3 separate regions of the Sus scrofa genome follow, and all the other regions are linked to region 1. A link is a contact called in public Hi-C data. All regions are on one chromosome and are shown on one strand. Each heading gives the region's core, a stretch centred on a gene start, on an enhancer-like site or on the middle of the called end of the contact. The rest is flanking DNA. Distances are from core to core; before and after follow the strand shown.

Evidence for each region. A called contact is a pair of places that touch in the nucleus more often than the background predicts.
Region 2: a Hi-C map of skeletal muscle shows a contact between it and region 1, with 3 times the contacts expected there. The contact joins the promoter of NAIF1 here to the promoter of CIZ1 in region 1. A contact is called at or near these places in 4 of 47 Hi-C or Micro-C datasets (epiblast stem cells, heart right ventricle, liver and 1 more) and 1 of 2 datasets of contacts at active chromatin or transcription factors (alveolar macrophages).
Region 3: a contact with region 1 is called in a Hi-C map of liver, with 3 times the contacts expected there. The contact joins the promoter of GOLGA2 here to the promoter of CIZ1 in region 1. A contact is called at or near these places in 2 of 5 promoter capture datasets (fetal skeletal muscle and liver), 5 of 47 Hi-C or Micro-C datasets (embryonic fibroblasts, liver, mesenteric adipose tissue and 2 more) and 2 of 2 datasets of contacts at active chromatin or transcription factors (alveolar macrophages and skeletal muscle).

The regions. Positions count from the first base shown.
Region 1 is chr1:268,640,024-268,644,708 of Sscrofa11.1, forward strand. It overlaps CIZ1 (cip1-interacting zinc finger protein), which reads right to left and starts at 2,041. Exons shown (of 19, transcript XM_013993898.2): 1 at 1,821-2,041; 2 at 1,074-1,248; 3 at 710-825. The coding sequence starts at 1,243.
Region 2 is chr1:268,529,344-268,534,028 of Sscrofa11.1, forward strand. It overlaps NAIF1 (nuclear apoptosis-inducing factor 1), which reads right to left and starts at 2,185. Exons shown (of 5, transcript XM_003480616.4): 1 at 863-2,185; 2 at 711-860. The coding sequence starts at 1,220. It overlaps SLC25A25 (solute carrier family 25 member 25), which reads left to right and starts at 2,409. Exons shown (of 11, transcript NM_001164510.1): 1 at 2,409-2,530; 2 at 2,533-2,662. The coding sequence starts at 2,409.
Region 3 is chr1:268,719,243-268,723,927 of Sscrofa11.1, forward strand. It overlaps GOLGA2 (golgin subfamily A member 2), which reads right to left and starts at 1,932. Exons shown (of 26, transcript XM_021069501.1): 1 at 1,769-1,932. It overlaps SWI5 (a long non-coding RNA gene), which reads left to right and starts at 990. Exons shown (of 5, transcript XR_001306646.2): 1 at 990-1,292; 2 at 1,592-1,640; 3 at 3,641-3,762.

The sequences.
Region 1 (4,685 bases), core at 791-3,290:
AAAATGGGATCATGAGTGCATCTCCCCTAAGTATTGTCAGCAAAGTCAAGGGACTGAGTCTGTAAGGGCCTTGGCACAGTGCCCAGTCCCGAGGGGACCACCCAGCCAGCCACAGCTACCCTGCGGGAGGGGCTGGGTCTGAAGACAAGCTGGCCCTGGGATTACCCCCACAGTGGCTGAAGTATTAGGAGTCACATCTTGGAAGGAAGGCCAGAAAGACAGCTCTCCACAGGGGAAAACTCGGGTAAGGGCTCAGGCTTAATGCAGAGGGCTAGAGACATCCATCCATTCAGTGATCCAGGCAGTCAGGAGGCCCAAGCCTCCATCTAGCTCAACCACTGCTGATGCTGTGTGACCCAGGGCAAATGACTTTCCTTCTCTGAACCTCAGCTTCCTCATCTGCCAAACAAGATGCGAAGGAGGGTGGTCAAAATAGACCTTTCCACCCATCATCTTCTAATGTGCATGTCAGCAAAGTGTGCTGAGTAGCGCCCACGGAGCTGGCACCATGGCCAAGGGCACACTGCCGTGATCAGACAGACCTGCATTCAGCTGAGCAACTGAGGGACTTCCACCTCCTAGAGCCTCAGTGTCCTCATCACTAGGACCCTGACAGTAGCTCCCTCTCAGGGTTGCCGTGTGGACTTGACATTGAATGCTGTTGAGGAGCTACCCTTAGGATGGAGAGAGACAGGGCCGGCGGCCGTACCTTGCAACTGCTGCAGAAGCAAAGCTCTCTGCAGCACAGAGCCGTTGAGGAGGGAGGCGGAGCTGGTGCCCTGGAGATTCAGGAGCTGCTGCTGTGGTTGCTGCTGGGGGAGCCCCCTGGGTGTTGAGAGCAGGAGTCAGACGGTTACTGGGAGAGTCAGATCCTCCCTCCTCCCTGAGATCCCTCTCCTCCATTCTCTGCCTGCCTCTACAGCAGACAGAGGATCCCCTTGGGGTGGGGAGTAGGGGCCTCCAGGACTCAGACAGGGATGCTCCGGGGAGAAATGTCTTGGGGGAGGGGACGCACCAAGGCATGCATCTGAGGGGCTGGGCTAAAGCCACCCACCCCTCCAGTGGGAGCTCACCGGCTGACGGCCATGGGCAGAGGAGCCTGCGGAGGGGACTGCTGGAGCAGCTGCTGGAGCTGCAGCAACTGCTGCTGTTGTAGCTGCTGCTGCTGAAGCTGTTGCTGCTGAAGCTGCTGCTGCTGCTGCTGGAACTGCTGGAGCTGCTGCTGCTGCTGCTGGTTGAACATGGTGGCTGAGGGAAGGCGGGGGGAGTCAGGCCGGATCTCCGTCACCCACTCCCAGCCCGCGGCGCTCAAATACCGCGGCTGAGTTTCACAGCTACTGTCCCGGTCCTGCCCAGAGCTGGCCACACTTGCGGCCCATCCTTTCAAAACCCCTCCAATTCCACCAGCAGAAGGGTTCGCCCCCCCGCCTCCTGCCAATTTCCCCCAAATCTTTCCAACAGTCCCCCTTTCAAACGTCCGACCCCGCCCCCTATCTCGCCAACTCTCCCGCTCGGTCCTTCCTGGAGGAGCGTCCGACACAAATACACCTCCCACCCCACCCTTCGGCCATTCTCCGCGCCAATCGCGTACCGATGCCAGCCCCTCTCCACTCACACCCCTTTGATACGCCCACCCCGTCCCAAGCGCACATTTTATGTCAATAACATCAGCCCCCGCCCCCACCCCCGCCGCTACCTTTCACTTTCATCCAAGAACGAAGTAGGACAGGCTTCCCTCCACTCTACTCCCCACCCCCATTCCACTAACCCCTTCCTTTACAGATCGAGCCAGCATTACACTTCAAATCCGGTATCCCCACCTGCCCGCGAAGCCCGCAGCCTCCGTTCAAGGGGCCCCTAAGTCTTCGGCCGTCCCCCCAGCGGTGCCCGGCCCGCGCCCCTCGCCTCCCAGGGCGGGAATCGCACGGCCTCCTCCCCGCACTCTCGCCGCGGTCGCGTAGGCCCCAGCGGCAGGGCAGGCCGGACAGGCCGGGAGGCTCCGGCTCGCGGATCCCCGGCTCCCCGCAGCTCCGCCGGGGCCTGGCGCTTCCGAAGGCGGTCTGCAGGCCGGGCCCAGGCAGCGCCCTCTGGAGGCCGGGAGGTCCGGGTGGCGCCCGCCGCGTCGCGAGATCCTGCCCAGCGCACCCGCAACGCGGCAGGGGCGGTGCCTGCTCACCCAGCGGCTGGGTAGTGGAGGGCTTAGTTCCGGGCTGCGAGGCGGTCCTGAGCAGAGCAGACCCTCCGTCCCTCGTTCTCCGCATCGTGAAGGGGCTGCTCTGAGCCCAAAGTCCATCCGTCGCCACCCAGAGTGATCTGTCGTCTGGCGGGGACCGTCTCCAACCGACCTCCCCGCGGGTGCCACTGTCCCGCGATCAAGGGCCCCGCGCGGGGCTGGGATGGGAGGGGCGTGCAGCTGTACATTAGGGGACTGAGACCGGGCGAGAAGGCGATCGGCATAGCGGGGCAGAAGAATTTGCCCTAAAAGGTATGGGAGGTGGGTTTGAAAGTTACTGTTTTTTCCCCCTAGGATTTGACTCGGGGGCGGGTGAGGAGGGCTGAGTTCAATGGTTAAAACAACCACAACAAAACCCGGCGCGCATCCTGCCCCCGAATGGTGCTGCCAGCAAAGACCCTTTAATTACGACTCCGTCCTGCGCCCCGGCGCCCTTCCCAATGGCCCCCACTTCGAGTCACCGAGCTGCGTTACTAAATAGCAATCTCTCTCCCCTTTGCAGTTACTCAAAGCCGTCCTCAACTCTTAACAGCCCCAGGCAATGCGCTCACTTTGCTTTAGGCGCAGACCACATGCCGCACGGCGCATGGTGGCGCTAGGGATGCGCAGACCTGAGGTCCACCCAAGGAGACCCGAGTGTCAACCAATCACTGCAGTCATGTGACCAGTGCTTCCCTAAAGCTCGGGACCCGCTCTACCGCCGCCCCGGGCGGCCGCACAGAGGTGCCTAACTCTGCTTGGACTTAGGCGGGAGGGCTGGGCGCGGCTAGACTCAGGGGACTTCGCGCCTTGGGCGGAAGGGCAACCAGGCTTTGAACACGGGCCTGAAGAGTTGGGTTTTATCTATGGAGGGCAGGGAGCGCTAGAGAAGAGAGTGTGACAGCATCGTATCCACCCAGATTAGAACGCTCGGCTCCAGTGAGAACCAAGGAAGAAGGGGTGGGGTCAAGTCAAGATCGCCCAGGCTTCCAAACAGATAGATCTATCTGGGACCTCGGAGGGGTCCGGGATTGAATTGGGGTCCCGCTGCCTTGTGGCTAGGCGCCCCTGGCGGACCTGAGCCTTTCTTCGTCTGTAAAATGAGTACCCCCTCCCGGGGGAAGAGTTGTATGTGTGAGGATGCTATTACATAACGTTTAGCACTGGCACCTGGCACAGGGCGAGCTTAGCAAATTGCCAAAGTACAAAAAGCTAAAAATAATGTTCGTGGTGGTAAAGGTAGAGAAGCCAGCACTGGATTCCTGTGTTGGTTCACCTTTCCAGAAAGCATTCTGCAAATTCTCCATCAAGACTCTTGAACGCCTTGAACACCTTGCCCCTTGATCTGGTCACCCCACTTATAGGAATCTAGCCCAAGAAAATAATCAGAAAGAAGTCTTTTCAAAACCCAGCAAGTCACTCACAGAAACATGATTTATCATAGCTGTCTGGAAAATAATCAACTTTGGGGAACAGCTAAATAAAGCATTGGTGTCCGCCTCCTAAGGCACACAGCCTTCAGGAATTATTTCAAAGGATTTTTTCATATTTTTAATTTTTATTTTTGTGTTTTTAAGGCCACACCTGCGGGATATGGAGGTTCCCAGGCTAGAGGTTGAAACGAAGCTGTAGCCAGCGGTCTACACTACAGCCTCAGCAACGCCGGATCCTTAACCTACTGAGCAAGGCAGGGATCGAACCTGCGTCCTCATGGATGCTAGTCAGATTTGTTTCCACTGAGCCACAATGGGGACTCCTCAAAGGATTTTGTTTATTATTATTATTATTATTTTGCCTTTTCTAGGGCCACTTCTGCGGCATATGGAGGTTCCCAGGCTAGGGGTCTAATTGGAGCTGTAGCTGCCAACCTACACCAGAGCCACAGCAACGCGGGATCTGAGCTGTGTCTGCGACCTACACCACAGCTCACGGCAACGCCAGATCCTTAACCCACTGAGCAAGGCCAGGGATCGAACCTGCAACCTCATGGTTCCTAGTCAGATTCGTTAACCACTGTGCCACAACCGGAACTCCAAAGGATTTGCTGTTATTTTTATTTAATTTTTTTTGTCTTTTAGGATTCTGTTGTTATTGTTGTCGTTGTCTTTCATCTTTTGAGGGCTGCACCCACAGCATATGGAGATCCCTGGCTAAGGGTCTAATCAGAGTTACAGCTGCTGTTCTGTGCCAGAGCCACAGCAACACCAGATCCAAGCTGCATCTGCGACCTACACCACAACTCATGGCAACCCAACGCCAGAACCTTAACCCACTGAGCGAGGCCAGGGATCGAACCTGCAACCTCATGATTCCCAGTCGGATTCGTTTCCACTGCGCCATGGAACTCCCAGGATTTTGTTTTAAATGAGGGTTGCCACGTTTATTTCAGGTTCTCTCTTGTTTTTTTTGTCTCTTTGTTTGATTGATTGATGTTTCTTTTTCTTTTTCCCGTGTGGTAGTATGTGGGAATTCC
Region 2 (4,685 bases), core at 935-3,434, 110 kb before region 1:
TGTAGGAAAAGGTGAGTCTTCTCCACCCCTTTTTTAATGCCAACATCTACTGTGTGCTTCCACCCCCACCAAGAAGCCCCCTTTCTCTTCTGAGCTCTTAGGGCCTCCCAACTGACAGTGCCATTATCGACATATGTGTCTTATCTGACCTACTAGAATATAACTGGCCCATCTCTTAGACACCTTGGTAATCCCAGCGCCGAGCACAGGGTCTGGCACAGAATCGCGCTAAGGTTTGAGGCGTGACCAGAGGAGCAGAATAACACCAGGAACCATGAGGCTCCTCAGCAGTGCCTGATGGATGCTCACCACCCTGGAAACTGGAATGTCTTTGTCCAGAATCGATGTCCATCCACCTATTGGTTCAACAAATGTGTCCTGCCTGCCCACGGTGTGCCAGGCCCTGTGATAAGTCCTGTGAGGATACAAACAGGGTCTCTGTCTTCAAGGACCACATAGTTCAGTCATGGACACGAATGGTGGCCACACAGTGGAGAGCAAGCCAGCCTGTCAGAAGTCCAGACTGCATGCTGAGGAAGTCCAGAAAAAACAAGATCGTTTCTGCTTGCGGAGCTCTTAGAAGGCCTCGTGGTCTTCCAAGGCTCCCATCTGACCTTTGACCCTTGGCAGCCAACCTTCCCTGGGCTGCCCCAGCTCTTGCTGGCCCTTCCCATTTAGGCTCGCCAGACTGGGCGGGAGAGGTCACTCACTCTGTGTCAGGGTGACTGTGGCTGCGGCTGCAGTGGCTGTGGGTCCAAGGGCCACGGGGTGGATCTCTGTGGTACTGGGCAGGCTGATGATGGTGGCCTCGCCCAGGAGGTTGCAGATGCGTTGTTGCATGGGGGTGAGCAGTACGGGGCTACAGCTGGGCCACCACCGCCACTGCCACCACCTGTCCCAGGCCCACCGGCTCCGTCGTCCTCAGTGGGCCCTGGGGCCTCACCACCCTCCACAGCCGCCCGGACCTGGGCAACCTTGCGACGGACCTCGGTCTTGAGATCAGACCACTTTTTCTTGACCTCGGGCAGCTCCCTGCGGCAGGTGGCCACGGCATTGACCCTTCTCAGGATGCCATGCCACGCTGCGCTCTTGGCAGCCAGAGGGACCCCGGCGTTGAAGTGGTTCACCAGCAGGTGCTTCTTCAATTCCAACTCCTCCACGATGATCTCCACCTCTCGCTCAGAGAAGTTCATCTTCCTCTTCTTGGCTGGGACAGCCATGGCCTCTCCCCACCCCGCCTTTTAAATAAATTATAATCCCCTACCCGCCCAAATTCCCCTTCTCTTCTCCCTTAGCCTCGCTCCTCACCCACCCCCTCCTACAGAGGATAGGCTGGGCTTGTCCAAGGCCAAGCACCAGGCCTTTGGTAACCCCCCTCGTTACGCAAACTGCGTAGGGCCCAGCTCCGACTCGCTCAGCCGCTGCCAGCCAGCTGCGTAATGGCTTCCTGAATCTGCCTCTTCCGCCGGGATGTGCGGAGATCCGCCCACTTCCCCTCTTCCCGCCTCCCAGAGCTTCTCCAGGGGACCCACCCTCCCGGTTGGCCGAGGCTCACAGATTACGTCGCTCACTGGTTCTTTCCATCTGTCATTCAACCAAGGGCCCGCCTATTTACTGAAATTGGCCTGATGATTGGTCTAAAGGCGTGTCTGTCGCTACGGAGCGCGCCACCCAACCTAGCCTTAATTCATTTCCATTGGAAAATAGTCATGTCGTTCAATCATCAGTTTTACGAGTTTTGCGCCGTTAAATTCAGCTCTTTTATTTGTGGTTTAGGGAGTTAGATTACCAAAACTCGGCCTCCTGAGGATCTCTAGTGCTTGCGGCCTGAGATGTTGGCCAATTAATTTTTAATTCCATCCAGGTGCGCAAATTCTGCCTTGCAAGCGCATCTCACAGTTGCTCCTCACGTAAATCCTACTTCTCACCGGATATTACAATCTCTACGAATAGGACAGCTCCTCCAATCTTTACGATTCCTTCATCTAAACCACGTTTCTCAATGGAAATATGACACGGGGCCTTCTGCCTGCCAATCACAAGACTTGTGCCTATCACAGCGTGACTTCCTCTCTCGGCCGGACCCAGCCAATCCCCACCTCCCTCAGTTTGAATCGGCCCCTGGCTGAGCAGAGATCGCCCGCCCTCTCCATTGATCTGGGTAAGTCCAGGGCCGCGTGGGCAGTTCTTGGGGAGGCTCCGCCTCTCTAGGTGGCCGTCCGGTCTATGAGTGGCGGGCGTCGTGCCTAGGGGCGTGACCATCCAGGCGGCAAGAGGCGGGGCCGGGCTCCCGGAAGCCGCCCATCCGGCCAGCTTGCCGGCATCCCTGAGCCCGCGCTCAGTGTCTGGGGACACCCGCGTATCTTTCGTGCTCTCCCCGCCGGCCCGTTGCCCTTGCCTCGCGCCCGATGGTGAGCAGTGTGTTGTGCCGCTGCGTGGCTTCCCCGCCGCCGGACGCCGCCGCCACCGCCTCTTCGTCCGCCTCGTCGCCGGCGTCTGTAGACCCGTGCGGCGGCGCCGTCTGCGGGGGCCGGACCACCAGCTGCGCCTGTGGAGCCTCTTCCAGACTCTCGACGTCAACCGCGACGGCGGCTTGTGTGTCAACGACTTAGCAGTGGGGCTTCGGCGCCTGGGACTGCACCGCACTGAGGGCGAGCTCCAGGTAGGCAATGAGCTCTGTCCGCGTGGGCGGGGAGGGGACTCCCTTCGTTCCCCAGCACCTTCGGGAGGTCCAGGTGACAGGTCTGGTCTGCACCATCGCCTTCTTGGGCAATCCCTTGGAGCTTGGTTGTCTTGGTGGATGACCTCTCGGGTGGGCTGGGACCCCCTGGTGACAGATGGCACCCCATTTTCTGGTGGGAGTGGAGCTCCTTCTTGACCTCTGTGGGCTCTTGGGCCAGGAGGAAAGGCTCTCCTGGCTACAGGTGGGCACTCTCTGGACATTCTGATGGTAGAAAAGCCCCTTTCTGGTCGGGCTTTCCCCAAAGTAGAAGGTCAAATCTCAAAAGTTTGCCTTATGTCACCTTCTGACCTCAAGAGTAAGCTTTGATGCTCCCCTCTACCCTTCATTAATGGTTTCATCCATCCTCCTCCAGGGACACCCCTCACTCGCCTCTCCCGCTCCCTTCCATGCCGCCTGTGGGCCCTGATCTGGTTCCTCTCAGAAGCATGTGGAAGTTAGAAAAAAAAAAAGAAACTGGGGTTTCTGATGAATCTGGGGGTGTTGAGAACTGATGATTCTCAGGAGTTAGAGCCATCCCGTGGACACGCTGATTCAGAAGATGGAATTGTGATCTCTTACAGGGTTGCAGATTAGAATGAAAGAATTAGGGGGAAATCCTTCCTAAAAGTGAAAGTGTGACCCACCCAGGAGGGGGTATTGTTACTCTTGTCCTCCAATAGGCTCCCAGCCAAGGAGGAAGGGCAGACAAGAAGTGCTGTCCTTTCAGTATTAAAAACCTCAAGCAGAGGCTGTTTCTCTCCCTTCTGTCTCTCATGGTATGTTTCTCCATCTGACTTTGTAGCTGTGGCTGTCCTTTTCCACATGGTTCATCTATTATGGCTTAGCCCGATTTATAAACCTGGAGGAAAACTAATGAGCCCTTTACCTAGTAACCTGTTTCTCTTCGAAGTTTGTTCCTTTGGTCTGTTTATACACAGCGCAATTAGAGAATCTCTCAGAGCTAAGAGTGGGGAAACATCTGGTCCAATCCCTGTGAATTCAACCAATTTATGGACTGGGTAGTTTAACGTGAAGTGTTTTAAACTCATGTCCAAAATATCTTGGCTCAACATCCAAGATGTATAACCTACTCAGGATCAGCCTAGGAGACCAAGGGTAACCCTGTGCAAGAGAGAATCACTGGGTTAAGTCCGGGAGCAGAGAGACAAGTTTAAAAAAAAAAAAACAGAAAAAATCTTCGAACACAAGTTTTATGCAGAATGTTGTTGTGAGCTGGATATTTTCCAATCCATAACTGATGAGTAAGTCACTTGGAAAGACAGGATGGCTAAACTCAGAGGGCCTGTGCCTTTTGGCTGAGGGAGGTGTGTGCCTGTGCCTGGGTGACCCTTACTGCTTTCATGAATGTGGCCACCTGGTGTTTGCCACCTTGCCACCGGGCACATCTGTGCATCTGGCTTCAGGAGTGTATACACCATGCTTTGTGCCTCATCTGGTGTTCCAGTGTTCCCTCGATCCATGACACATTTGGTTTTCTGTTTTGTTTGTTTTGTTGGTTCTTTAGGGCCTCGCCCGCGGCATATGGAGATTCCCAAGTTAGGGGTAGCATCAGAACTGTAGCTTCCAGGCTATACCATAGCCACCGCAACGCTGAATCCTTAACCCACTGAGCGAGGCCAGGGATCGAACCCGCAACCTCATGGTTACGAGTCAGATTCATTTCTGCTGCGCCACAATGGGAACTCCCTCCATGGCACATTTGATACTGGTCCAAATCCAGTTTTTGGGTTTTGTTTTTGGCAGTAAGTGTCTAAGGGCAAATAGGGAGAAGTGGTGGTTTTCCTTTCCAAGGTTGAAAGGAAACCTTTTGGATTAACCAAAGGGAGCCTAGCCTCTTGGGGCCACATTGGCTCTAAAATCTTTAACTCTGTGGCTAAGTTCTATCATCTGGTGTGTGGCTTTAATATGGACTCTGACTATTTCTACAACTCCTTCAGCTTGT
Region 3 (4,685 bases), core at 682-3,181, 79 kb after region 1:
ATTAGAGATAGAAAATTCAGGTGAAAAATGTGAAAGTCTCTCTGGATGGAAACCAGGGAGAAAACCAAACTAAACAAAACACATTCTCCCCATTGCCACCCAGAGATGATGTCCATGTTTTGAGATCACTGGTGAAGTGTAAAGCGGGGGTCTTTTACGCTATCAACATCCAAGGATGGGGTACAGTCTAGAGTAAAGGGGCCTGAAACCCAAGTCGGACCTAGGTCCGATAGTTCCGACTTCCCATCAAGCTGGAAATCTGTGCCGCGGCCAAAGAAACCGGAAAGGGTGGGAAAACACTAGGGGACCGGGTCGTAGTATCAAACACCGGGGCTCGGGCTCCGGGCGGTAATGACAGTTCCGAGGGGGATTATGACGTAACTACATTCCACTCCTCCCTCCCGACGCCCGAGTCGCCGCTCCGCGGTGGGGGAGGGGAGCGCAAGGCCAGGACCGAGGTCCTTGGAGACCGGGAGACTAGGGAGCCCAGGGAGCCCAAGAGGTCCGGTTCTGGGCGGCGGGAGGCGAGGGCCGAACCTGAAGCGGGAAGCCCCGGGGGTCACCAGCCCAAAGTCACCCGGGGGTGACGAGTGAGGGCGGGGGCTGGGCTGCCAGGGGGCGGGACTGGCTGAGAAGACTTTTTGAGGGGGGCGCCAAGGGGCGCCGAGGGGCTCGCCCCGTGTGCCTTGGAGGCAGCACAGACTCTGGCCATGGCCCGGCCATCGAAGGGGTCTCGGGCTGAGTCAGGGAGCCGCGACCCCGCGTGTTTTACCTTTTTCTTGGCCGCAGCCAATTTGCTCTGTCGGGTTTCTTCCGACATCCCGGGACGGGGCGGGGGAAGGGGGGGCCACATCAGCACGATCCCGGCAACCACCGCGGAATTGCTTCCGGCAGTCACCGCGCCACTGTGCGACTGAGCCAGAAAAGGAGGGACCGGGGCGGTTCTAGGCAGCAGCGGCGTGGGCGTGGCCTAGATTCTCCAATCCCATTGGCCGATTGGAAAGATGAAAGGAAAAGGGGGCGTGGCTAGGCCGCCGCGAGCCAGGTGGAACGGGTGGAGTCATAATACAGGCTGCGCGCGCAGCCGCGGTCCCCGCCCACCTCGGCGGGGGGAGGGGCGGGGCCTGCTCTCGCAGGGTGCGCGCGCAGCTGGCTGTATAACGACTCCTGGTCTCCATCACAGGATTCGGAATAGCTGGCGGGCTGAGAGGCCTCTTTTTCGCCCTCGCCCTGGACCCTCCTGCACTGCAGACCCCCCCGAGTCGGGGGCCCCGAACCCCAGGGCTGAGGAGGTGGGCGAGGAGCGGACAGCACGGGGAAAGCACATCCCTTCCCAGTCCCTCTCGCTCCCGTAGCTTTGCCCCCAACTTTCTTTTCCCTGAGATCAGCTCCAGAGGCCTCCATCCGCTCCTCCACACTCTACCCCCTGTCCGAATACCCTCCTCGAGGAACCCCACCCTGATCCCGGGAGCATCCAGTCGCGGTCGCTCCTCCCGCACGGCTGTCCCTCCTCTCACACCCCCAGAGTACCGCTTTCCTGCCGAGGCGGACTCTGGGTCCAATCAACTTTTTCCCTTGGATTCCTCTCCAGGACTCAACCAGGACTTTCCAAAAGCTGCCGCGGGGCCTTCCGATCCCCTGTGAGTATGCCTCTGCCCCCTCTCCGGCCCTCCCACCCGGTTAGCTCCCTCGGCTCCCAGCCCCCCTCTCCGTCCCCAGCAGCGGCTGACCCACCCGCTGCCCTCTTCGAGGTCTTCCCTCAGCTGACCTCATTCTGCGGAGAAAGTCCAGGTCATTTCGCAGTCCTTCCCCTTCTTTTCCTCCTGCCCACCAAGCTTCAAAAAAGAAAGAGCATCCTGGCGTTCGTCAGTGGTACCCCAGGCTCTGCAAGTGGGCTCCGTCTCTCCTCCTTCCTGCCAGCGCCACAAGTGGTTGGTTGGTTTCCTTCTTTCCACACCACTGTCCCTCCCTCCCACTGTCCCTCCCTCACCCGTTCCACCCCCTTGGAAACCACTCTCATTCCCTCAAACACATGTGCTCTCTCCTGTCTTGGGCATTTGGATACACTGACCCCTGTCTGGGATACTGTTTTTCCAGCTTTTGGCCAAACTGATACCTACGCATCCTTTAAAGCTGAGCTTCCTCAGAGAAATCTCAGCCCCACTTTCTGGCTCAGGCCAGTGGCTCTGTGAGACACTCCCTTGGCTCCCTGTACTTCAAAGCACTTTGCAGATGGCAGTTAGTTGATTGGCTGTTTGACGGACTCATTTGAGATAATACCTGCTATGCGCCAGAGACTGTTATAGACACAGGGCAATCAGCAGTGAATAAAACAAAGTCCCTGCTCTCATGGTGTTTACAGCCCCGGGGTATAAGACTGACAATGAACATAATATTATTCCTGAAATGTACAACATGTCGGGTGGTGACTGATGTTAAAAACATCAGGACAGGGAGTTCCCGTGGTGGCGCGGCAGAAACAAATCCGACTGGGAACCATGAGGTTGCAGGTTCGATCCCTGGCCTCGCTCAGTGGGTTAAGGATCCAGCGTTGCTGTGAGCTGTGGTGTAGGTCGCAGATGTGGCTCAGATCTGGCATGGCTGTGGCTGTGGTGTAGGCAGGCAGCTATAGCTCCAATTAGACCCTGAGGCTGGGAACCTCCATATGCTGAGGGTACGGCCTTGAAACAACAAAAGCCAAAAAAAAGAAAGAAAGAAAGAAAACATCAGGACAAGGGGCTCGTGAGTGACTGAGGAGTGGCCATTTTAGCTGGGGTGGTCAGGAAGCCTTTTCTGATGAGGTGGGACCTGTGAGGAGAGCTGTAAATGGGACTCTCTGGAAGAAGAGCCTAATTGTTGGGTGTTTTATGTCTGGGACGAGGCTCTACAGTCTATGAGGGCAGGGGATCAAGCCTGGATGTCTTATCCATTGCTAAACCTCTGGAGCCTTTGCCTGTGCCTGGCAGCTAGTATTTACTCATGGTCCGTTGACTGGTTAAAAGCCCCTATCCTAAATATGGGAACCACGTCTGCCTCTGTCTCTTGTATTAGAGTTGCTCCAACACCCATTTCCTGAAGACTAGCCGAGTATCAGGCACCAGCCCTTGAAGCTTTTAGAGCCAGAAAGGACAAAGATGAACAGAAGGGTTTTGCTACCCAGTGAGACTATAAACCCAGGGATAACATAGATTTGAGAGGAGAACCCAAGAGGTGGACCTGAAGTGGATTCTCGGGTCAGACTGGGGACCAGGTAAAGATGAGTTTGGCTGAGAGTAAAAGAAAACCCCAAGTAATGAAGGCTTAAACAATCATCAGGCCCCCTCTATAATCCAGGACGCCTTTCAACTCCAGCATCCCTCCAGCTGGCAGGAAGGAGGGAGACCACAGAAAAGCATGCCTTCTCCCTTGGAAGGCAATTCCCAGACGTGGCATACACCATATCTGATTAAGTTCCACTTGCCAGAACTTAGCTGTAGGATCCCATCCGATTTCCAAGGGAAGCTGGGAAATGTAGTCCTGTTCTTGGGTGGAGGGTGTCTGTTACCAACCAGAAGCAGGGACAGGCAACTGGGGGACAACTTGTAGGTTCTGAATTGCGGATAGTTGGTCCGTCCAGCTAATGACTCTTTGTGCCACTCAGCGGCCATCTGCCACGTGTGACCAGGCTGATGCAGCCAGTGAGGATTCTCTGCACCTTGACATTCAGAGGCTGAAGGAGAAGAGGGACATGCTGGACAAGGAGATCTCCCAATTCATATCTGAGTAAGTCTCCTTGGGGTCCTCAGTGTGCTTAAGATAACTACTTTGGCCTCACCCGAGGCATGCGGAAGTTCCCAGGCCAGGGATCAGACCCACACCACAGCAGTGATGATGCCAGGTCCTTAACCCACTAAGCCACCAGGGGACTCCTAAGATAACTTTTAACTAGTGCCCAGTAACTGAAACCTAGCTCAGCATAAAAACAGGACTGTGCCGCTGGTGCCCGGAGGTCACAGTTGCTGTCTCAGGTAATGTGTGGTCAGGCTCAAAAGACCAGGAACTAGGAACTGGAAAGCCGTGGTTCTCCCAGTCTCTGTGGGGCCCATGTTCTCTGTCTGCACGTGGTCTCCATACTCCCTCTGCAGGTGTCCAGGGGAAGCTGGCTCTTCCACAACTCCTGGGTTTCCCCACACACCGTGCTGCAGCCACATGGCATAGACTGAGCAGCCTTTGAACGTGCATTTCACATGTGAGGGGATCTGACTGGCCACTCATGTGCCAATTTGTGTCCTGGGTTACATAGCACCAGTGTAGCTGCAGACCCCTCCCTAAGGGTATGGGAAGAATTTGCCAGGAGCGAGGGGGTAGACAGATCCCCTCCCCTACCTTAAGCTTCCCGAGGGCAGGGTCTGTCTTGGCATCACTGTGTTCCCAGTGCCAAGCACCCAGTAGGCCCTTAGTGAACATGGGTTAAATAGATGCCTTGTTACATGGAGTTCCTACTGTGGCTCAGTGGATTAAGAACCTGAAGTTGTCTCCATGAGGATGTGGGTTCTGATCCCTGGCCTCGTTCATTGGGTTAAGGATCTGGTGTTGCAGCAAGCTGCCAAGAAGGTCACAGACTCAGCTCGGATCTGGCATTGCTGTGGCTGTGGTGTTGGCCGGCCAGCTCTGATTCACCCCTGAGCCTGGGAGCTAACATATGC